Regions from separate parts of the Mus musculus genome. Here region 2 is linked to region 1. A link is a contact called in public promoter capture Hi-C data. All regions are on one chromosome and are shown on one strand. Each heading gives the region's core, a stretch centred on a gene start, on an enhancer-like site or on the middle of the called end of the contact. The rest is flanking DNA. Distances are from core to core; before and after follow the strand shown.

The links. Promoter capture Hi-C pulls out the DNA fragments that hold promoters and counts their contacts.
Region 2: a promoter capture Hi-C map of embryonic stem cells shows a contact between it and region 1, with 2.6 times the contacts expected there. The contact joins the promoter of H4f16 here to the promoter of Pbp2 in region 1. A contact is called at or near these places in 1 of 39 promoter capture datasets (embryonic stem cells) and 1 of 9 other capture datasets (macrophages).

Annotation. Positions count from the first base shown.
Region 1 is chr6:135,307,902-135,312,765 of GRCm38.p6, reverse strand. It overlaps Pbp2 (phosphatidylethanolamine binding protein 2), which reads left to right and starts at 2,382. Exons shown (of 1, transcript NM_029595.3): 1 at 2,382-3,637. The coding sequence starts at 2,419. The coding sequence ends at 2,982. All of the region lies in intron 3 of Gm36640 (a long non-coding RNA gene), which reads right to left. It overlaps Gm36582 (predicted gene, 36582), which reads left to right. Exons shown (of 4, transcript NR_157238.1): 4 at 1-611.
Region 2 is chr6:136,802,886-136,807,162 of GRCm38.p6, reverse strand. It overlaps H4f16 (H4 histone 16), which reads left to right and starts at 2,732. Exons shown (of 1, transcript NM_175652.3): 1 at 2,732-3,170. The coding sequence starts at 2,784. The coding sequence ends at 3,095.

The DNA.
Region 1 (4,864 bases), core at 1,133-3,632:
AGGCACAGTTGATGGCATTTTAGAACAGTTACAGATACACGTAAGCCATCAACACCTGTGCCCTTTAGCTGTCAGCTCCTCATTTCCCCGGCCTGCGTCACAAAGCAACCACCGAACAACTTCTAGATTCATCTCTGTCGATTTGCCACTTAGATATATTTGAAGAAGTGGATTCCTTTAGACTAGGTTTTTTTTCTTTTCAGTTTATTTATTATTGTATGTTTATGTGCATGATTCAAGGAGGCAGAGACTTACATGCCACGGTGTGATTGGGAGTCAGAGGACAGCTTTATCAGCCTTCACTCTCCCACTCTAGGTGGGTTCTGGGAATGAAACCTGGGTCACTAGGCTTGCCTGGGAAACACCTTCACCCACTGAGTCTTTCCCCTGGGCCAGGGTGTAGTAGTTTCTGACTGACGGGTATTTACCGTTATGTTTGCAAAGTCAGTCTGGGTTATAGCATGTGTCAGAACCTCGTTTCCTTTCATGGCTGAATAGAATTCTGTTCCCGTTGTTTATACGTGTATTTTGCTTGCCCATTCATGGACATTGGGTTGCTTCCAACTTTGGGCTATTGTGAACACTGTTACTATAAACACTGATATACAGGTTTTTATGTGGGCATTTATTCTGACTTCTCTTGGGTATATATCTAGAAACTGATGCTGGGTTGTAAAGTAACTTTTATGGGCAGTCACTTGAGGAGCAAACAGTACTGTTTCTCATCTTCACCAGGTCTCTGAGGGCTTCTATTGTTCCACATGCCCAATGGTCCCTGTTGAATTGGACTCTCTGTCCTGGCCACCCTGTGTGGATATGGCATTGATTTGCTCTTTCTTAATGACTTACAACGTCTACCATTTCTTCATGTTCTCTTGGCCGTGTGTATATTTTCTTAAGAGAAATGTCTACTCAAAGCCTTGCCCCATTATTTAGATTAGTTGAAATGTATCATTAAATTGTAAATCCTTTATAGACTCAAGATATTTCCCAAGTATATGATCTGCAAAAATGTTTAAAAATCCACTTCATATATCACCTTTTCTTATATTTTAAGTACTTGAAAAGGATATTTAATGTGGATATTAAGGGAGGGGGTGTTCTACTAAATATGTGCAGAGATCGGAGAACAACCTGTGGGAGTTAGTTCTCTCCTTTAACTGTGTGGGACCCAGGGATCAAATTCAGATACTGAGGTTGGTTGCAGACACCTTTACCTACTGAGCCATCTTGCTGGCCCATCCCAGCCTCTTCTCATCATTAATAATAATACTTTGGGCAACACAGAATATATTTTAATTTTAATGAAATCCAGTTTGTCTTTTTCTTTTATGGATCATATCTTGGTTATTTTATTTGATTGCTTTTGATTTGTTACATTGCTTTATTTGTTTATTTGGTTGGTTAGTTGGATGGTTGGGGTGCACAAGTGTGTCGGTGTGTGGCTACGTGGGTGTGTGAGTGTGTGCGTGTACGAGTGTGTAAGAAAGTACATGTGTGCATATATGCAAAGCCAGAGAACAAATTCTACCACATAGGGCCTAGGTCATGAGGCTTGTCAATGGGCGCCTTTATCCACTGAGCCAGCCCACATTTCAGTGTTATAGCTAAGAATCCATTACCAAATCCAAAGTCATAAAAATTTAGCCCCGTGTTTTCTTCTAACAGTCTTTTAAACTCTTACATTTAGGTCGCTGACTTGATTAACGCATTCTGCTTTGATTAACTTCTATCTGGTGCTAGGTTTGGGGCCGACATTACTCTTTTGCCTGTGAATGAATGTCCAATGATTTCAGAACCAACTCCCCTGTTGAGTGCCTGCCTTCATGGTTGGAAAATCCCTTCACATGGCTGTACATCTGGATGTACTTGCTCAGATCCCTCATACTATGTGAGTCTGCAGTGTCTCCATTAGTATGGTTGGTGCTCTCTTTAAACTAGAACACGTGGGCATCTTCCAACTTTTTTTTTCCTTTTACCACGATAGCTTTGACTATTCTGGCTCCTTGCAAATCCATCTTTACAAATTCTAAACTCAGCAGTTTCTACAAAGATGCTGCGATTTGGACAGGACTTTCATTGAATCTACACACTATCTTAGTTAGAGGATATTAATGTCTTGTTAATTCCCAAGTCTTACCCACAAACATGGAGTGATTTCTCTTTATTTATTTAGATCCTGTTCAACAATATCTTGTACTTTTCAAACTATGGTTTTCATAATTTTTTGTAAAAATTTGTTCTTGATATTTTAATTTTAGCACTAAAAAAAAATTTGAACTTTGGGAGTCATTCATTGAGGTATATAAAAATACAAAACTGTGTGCTCCCGCGGCTGCAGAGCTTGTGTGGTCACGGCCAGTTCTCAGCGCAGCACGCGCCTTCAGCAGCACCCAACCGCCACTCCAGCCTCTCACCATGCCTACAGACATGAGCATGTGGACCGGGCCGCTGAGCCTCCACGAAGTGGATGAGCAGCCCCAGCACCTACTGCGGGTCACCTACACCGAGGCGGAGGTGGAAGAGCTGGGCCAAGTGCTGACGCCCACCCAGGTTAAGCACAGACCCGGAAGCATTTCATGGGATGGCCTTGACACAGGGAAACTCTACACCTTGATCCTCACAGACCCGGATGCTCCCAGTAGGAAGAAACCCGTGTACAGGGAATGGCACCATTTTCTGGTGGTCAACATGAAAGGCAATGACATCAGCAGTGGGAACGTCCTCTCGGATTACGTGGGTTCCGGACCTCCCAAGGGCACTGGCCTCCATCGCTATGTCTGGCTGGTGTACCAGCAGGACAAGCCACTGAGATGTGACGAACCCATCCTCACCAACCGGTCTGGAGACCATCGTGGGAAGTTCAAAACTGCAGCCTTCCGCAAGAAGTATCACCTGGGAGCCCCGGTGGCCGGCACGTGTTACCAGGCAGAATGGGACAGCTATGTACCAAAGCTGTACAAACAGCTGTCTGGGAAATAGGAGGATCTCTTGATGATCATGGCCACTCCTGCCATATTATTATCGGGTTCAGCAATGAGTGGCATGTCTTTCCTTTTCCCATTCCCACCTGCCCAAGGGATTCTTGAGCTGTTGTAGGGAGGTAGTTTAGGATGACTTTTTCTCACCCTAAAGATTCCAAATAGTTGCACCCAGTTGGTTTTGATCAAACTTAAGCTCCATCTGGTGGAGATTTGGCACTGTGATGGACTCGTTATATTGGTAATAAAAGAACAGTAACTCTGAAAGTAAAGAAGGCAAAATCCAAGGGAAAAGACCAGGCCTACAGGAAGAAAGCAAGGACTGGCCTCTGCCTCTGTTCTGAATCAGGAGCTGTGCTCAGTGGTTCCAGTTCTCAGAGTTGTCTGAAGGTCCTGTCTCCCACCTGCACAACCAGAGACTTAGTATCTGGGTGATCCTAGGCATACAGCTGGACAAGTATCTGTGTCTTATGCCTCCATTAAAGAGCAGAGCTCTGTTAAGAAGCAATCAGGAAGACACCTCTGCTGTGTGCTGGCTTGGCATGAGCCCGGATGCAGTCCTGAACAAAAATAGTTATTCTGGGAGTTGTTTACATTAATTCTGTTTGCTTATTGTCAAATTAAAAAAATTAAAGCAGAAAACAAACTATATGATGAATTTTTGTGTTGTTGATCTTATTGAATCATTTGTTGAATCGTAATTGTTTCACTACTTTGGTTGGTCGGTTGGTGGATTTATTAAAACATTTCTGGGGTTTTATTAGTTTTTTATTATTGTTGTTTTGTTTATAGTGTCTCATGTAGCCCAGGCTAGTCTCCAAATTCTGACCTTCCTACTTCTATCCCCCTAGTGCTGGGATTATAGGCATGTACCATCATGCTTGTTGGTTTTGTGGGGGTTTCTCTTGTTTTTCTTTGGTTTTTGAGTCAGCGTGTGGTGGTTTGAAAACGCTTGCCCCAGGGAGTGGCACTATTAGGAGGTATTGCCTTATTGGAGTAGGTATGGCCTTGTTGGAGGAAGTATGTCACTATGGAGGTAGACAATGAGACCCTCCTTCTAACCATGTAGGACCCAGCCTTCTGGTGGACTTCAGAATAAGATGTAAAACTCTCAGCTCCTCCTGCACCATGCCTGCCTTGATGCTGCCATGCTCCCACCTTGATGGTAATGGATTGAACCTCTGAACCTATAAGCCAGCCCCAATTAAATGTCTTTACAAGAGTTGCCTTGGTCATGGTGTCTGTTTACAGAAGTAAAACCCTAACCAAGACACAGGGTCTGCTACATTAGCCTGTTATGCACTATGTAGCCCAGGCTGGCCTTGAACTTACAGCAATTCTCCAGACTTAGCTTGCTAAGTGCTGAGTTATAGAGCTAGATGATAACTGGTTTTTCTTGATTTTGTTTGTGTGTGTGTATGTGTATGTATGTATGTATGTATGTATGTATGTATGTATGTATGTATGTATGTATGTATGTAAAAGACCATTCCTTCTGTGAATAGGGATGGTTTTCTTTCTCTTTGATCCAGCTCCTGTCTGATTGTCCTAACTAGATCCACTAATAGAATCAGAGATCAAAAGAGCCAGGACAGCATCTTTGTCATGTGTCTGACCTTCTGTGGAACCATCCAATCTCTTCTCTTAATGTGATGCTAGCCCTGGGTTTTCAGAGATGCCTTGTACCTTGTTGAGGAAGTTTCCATCTAGTCCTGGTTTGCTAATTACTTGATCCCCAAAGTGTGTCGATTTCTGAAGTGTTTTCTCTGCACCTGTTGGGATGATCACAACATTTTTATTCCCTTGATTACTGAGTTGCATCCATTAGGTCACAAATGTGACCCACGACCTTACAGGAGATACAGAGCCACAACTGCCCTGCC
Region 2 (4,277 bases), core at 1,483-3,982, 1.5 Mb before region 1:
GCCAGGGGCGACTTTCAAATCTGACTATCTGACTCCAGGGTCTGTGCTTGTGAGTGCCACAGCAATTCCGGCTCAGCCATAGCTCCTTGGCTGAATTCTGCCCTCCTAGAACGAGCTTTCGTCATCTGCTCCTTGACACACCCACCTGGAGAGCTAGCTGCAAAAGAAGCTTTGTAGGTTTTCTATTTGTTTTAGTTTTTGAGACTTTTCTTCCTGTAGCCCTGGCAGCCGTGGAACTCACTATAAAAACCAGGCTGGCCTTCAACTCAGAGATCTGCCTGCCTCCCTAATGCTGGGATTAAAGTTGTGTGCAGCCACCAGCCTGGGACAAAAGCTGGTTCTTTGGCCTGTCCTACCTATACCACATGAGGCTGGTCTTTGGACACTGTTGCTGCTCCTGGGGACAGTCCCTTCCTTCTCAGGGCCTCGAGGCCATAGTCACAGACTAGGCAGGAATGCAGTCCTTGTGGATAGCATGGATGAATCTGATAGGATATTAACATTACGTGGCTCTGGGGCTGTGTATGAGCCGGAGAAGAACCACTGGATTCCAGAGGGGAGGACCCTTCGCCTCTGCCTGCCTGCCTGCTGGAGGTTGTCACTTGGTGCTCCATCGAGACTTTAGATTACTCTTAGGCCAAGACACTGGAAACAGAATCCCTCAACTTGTTCTTATGATTCATATGATAGGCCCTTGACATTTGAAACAAACTAAAGTGTTTTTCTTCCACTGTTTCACTCCGGTACTTCAGTTTACTGCATTTCTGAAATTACACAACTAAGTAATGTCAAACGCTGATTAAATGTCATGTAGGTTTTTTTGTATCCATTTAATTAAAATATCATAAATTTACCCTCTCCTTAGTCTAATTGCGATTTTATTTAAATAAACTCCACAGAACCAAGTGAAGTGGGGCCTGTCTGTGATCTTAGTATAAAGGAGGCGTGGACAGGAGAGTCAAGATTGTCCATCGAAGATTGTCCATCGTTAGCTACAGAGAGAGTTCCCACCTAGCCTGAGCTACATAGGATCCTGTCCCAAGATACAAAATATTAAACACACACAGAGAAAAACCAACCCCATGTACTTCTATCTATGTACATCTTTATTTCCTAGCACAGTAATGAGCTAACCAGGAGCTGGGGTCCCCCATACACCTTTGGATCTGAACAATATACTCCACCATCAAGGAGGTATCCCGGAGCCAACTTCCTCAGAATCCTGGCTGTACCACCTAACAGCTGACTTTCATATACTATCTAATGCTCCTAAGCATTCGATAGGTTATATATTCTAAGTCAATGTGTATGGAAACCTCTGGTGCAGTTTTGGGGAAGAAAGCTCTAGAATATCTTCTGTAAACCATCTTAAATGTATGTTTATGGAAAGGTCTCTTTGCTTTCTTTTTGCTTTTCTCTCTTTTTTTTGTGTGTGTTGTTGTTGATTGTTTGTTTGTTTGTTGACACACAGTTTTACAAATTTGAATAAGTATTCTGGCAGCAGCTTTCATTTTGGTAAGAATTCTGAAGAGCAAGGGATTTAAAATCATGAGGTAAAATTCAATGATTAAGGCTTCTTCCCCCTCCAGCTATCCTAGAGCTCAATCTCTAAGAGACAGGGAGGGGACAAACAAATGAAATGCTGTTTGAGTTGTGGAACTAATGGGAATTGTAAAGTACTACAAACTAAACGCATTTATCCTGCTGCCTTTTTCTTTTTTTTTAAGATTTATTTATTTATTATATGTAAGTACACTGTAGCTATCTTCAGACACACCAGAAGAGGGCATCAGTTCTCATTACAGGTGGTTGTGAGCCACCATGTGGTTGCTGGAATTTGAACTCAGGACCTTCAGAAGAGCAGTCAGTGCTCTTCACCACTGAGCCATCTCTCCAGCCCAAAACCTGCTGTCTTTAAAAACGAAACAAACTTAAGGACAGTCCTGTTATTCGGAGTCATGCTTTTGACTTCTGGTACTTTACAAGCTATTTGAGTGGGGAGGAGGGGAAATGTATTTGAGTCTGTCTAGCCTAGGCTGGCCCCAGCTCTTGGCAATCCTGCCTCAGCCTCCGGAGAGCCTAAATTACAGATGTGAGTCACCAGGTCTCTTTTAAACGCAAGCAACAAGGACCTCGGATCTAAATGACAAGTTACAATAGTTCAGCTAAGTAACTATAGGAACAATTGGCTGAAAAGCGAATACCAATGTGTTTGCAATGCAGGAGCAGAAAATCCATACACTGCAGAAACAGTTGAAACCAAATAGGAAGTGGGAACTAGCATAATTTTCTTATCGTGGCCACAAAAGAAAGGCACTAAAACACTTCTATCCCCTCAAAAGACTCTCTCGTGAAAATGTAAACTGCTTCGGTATAAGACCTAGTAAGCTAGATTTCTATTGCTAGCTTCTTTTCATTTTCACATTAAAGTTGTGTAAAAACAAGCATGCTGCTTAGAAAATACCGAATCAGCGTGCACTGAAGATAACAAGCATGATGCGCCGTTTTTATTTGTGCTAAAAAAAAAAAAGAGGAGAAATAGATTGTTACCTTATATTATTTAAACTTTCAAATGTGCTAGGGTTCCTGGAATTTGGAGAGGGAACCGAAAGGGTTTTATGGTTCTTGGGAGACAGCAGAGCACAAAGAGCCAGGGGGTGGAGTCTAGAGCTCCGCCCACTCCTTGCTGTTTTCAATCAGGTCCGCTCCCAGGAAATATAAGCTCTTGCTCGGCGGCGGATTACTGTAGTTTCTCCTGTCTCTTTATTAGGTTGTTTACTAATATGTCAGGACGAGGAAAAGGCGGCAAGGGTCTGGGGAAAGGTGGCGCCAAGCGACACCGCAAGGTTCTCCGCGACAACATCCAGGGCATTACCAAGCCCGCTATCCGGCGGTTGGCTCGGCGTGGCGGCGTGAAGCGCATCTCGGGTCTCATCTACGAGGAGACTCGCGGTGTCCTCAAGGTTTTCCTTGAGAATGTGATCCGCGACGCCGTCACCTACACCGAGCACGCCAAGCGCAAGACGGTTACGGCTATGGACGTGGTGTACGCGCTCAAGCGCCAGGGCCGCACTCTGTACGGCTTCGGCGGCTAAGCGAGCCCTCCTGTGCCTAGGCCGTTCCCTTGGCCGGCTTCCCCCATCCACAAAGGCCCTTTTCAGGGCCCACAAAGCATCAGAAAGGAGCTGTGGACATTTGTAGTTCTCACTAGTTATGAGCGTCTCATTACTTTTTGTATTTGGTATGCTTTGTCTTGTATGCAAATTGAGCTGCCTGGGTGCACTTTTTCATTGGAGGACTTGGGCTGGTGGCCCCGCCTACCGCCTGGGACCTGCTCAGAATGCTTGCGGAGTGGTCTGCGTGAATGAGTTTTTTTAGGTGTCTGTTGAGTTGACAGCCCCAGAGTGCTAGGGTGCAGCCTCTGCGGACGCTCTAAAAAGGGGAAAAAAGCTCCTGTAGAGACAGTGGACCTGAATGAGGGCAGGTGTGGAGGCTTGGAACCCCACAATAAAGTCACCCTGTAGCTTAAACTTGGCTTTCTCAGCTGTAGCTGTTTCTCTGCCTTAAGCACGTGGGTTTGGGGGAAGAGGAGCACTCGGATGTCTACCATTTAGTTCAGGCTGGTATAAGTCTTTCGGTGGTCCTTCTGTTTCAGCTTCCACAGACCATATGTGTCTCATTTAAGTCTTCAGAGTAGGTTAGTCACAGCCCTTGCTGCTCCTTCAAAGTACTTGTATTCGATGCTCCATACCCAGATGGGTTTAACTCTGGATCCAGGAAGTCGCTTCCTTAGGCCCCTGGACTCAGGTCTGCTTACCGGCTTTCTGTACACATTACTCAAAACGGTAGTTTTGTTTTTCAGATCTCTAGGTTTTTACATCTGATGTTTACGGGTCTTCTCACTGGCTGAAGAAATAGGAGACTGTTCCTACAGTTCCTGGAGCAGGAACCTGGCATTTCATTAAGATATGGTTATCTCGTGTTCAATGCTTTCTGTGTGGCAGAAACTTGGTGCGGTCTTTCAGCAGATTTATTTTAAGTGTTGATAGTGAGTACAGCTGTGGATGAGACAACGAAGGCTAAAATTTTGGAGCCTAGATTTGAACTCTGCTCTGTGCGATTTTACACAACCTCGTTTTATGTGCCACTGGTGTTTTTGTTTGTTTGTTTGTTTTGTTTTGTTTTGTTTTTTGTTTTTGCGAGAGTCTTCTCTGCCCCTGTGGGCTGACACTTCACTTCTAGAGTCTGAGCATACATAACACTGATACCATTAGTCT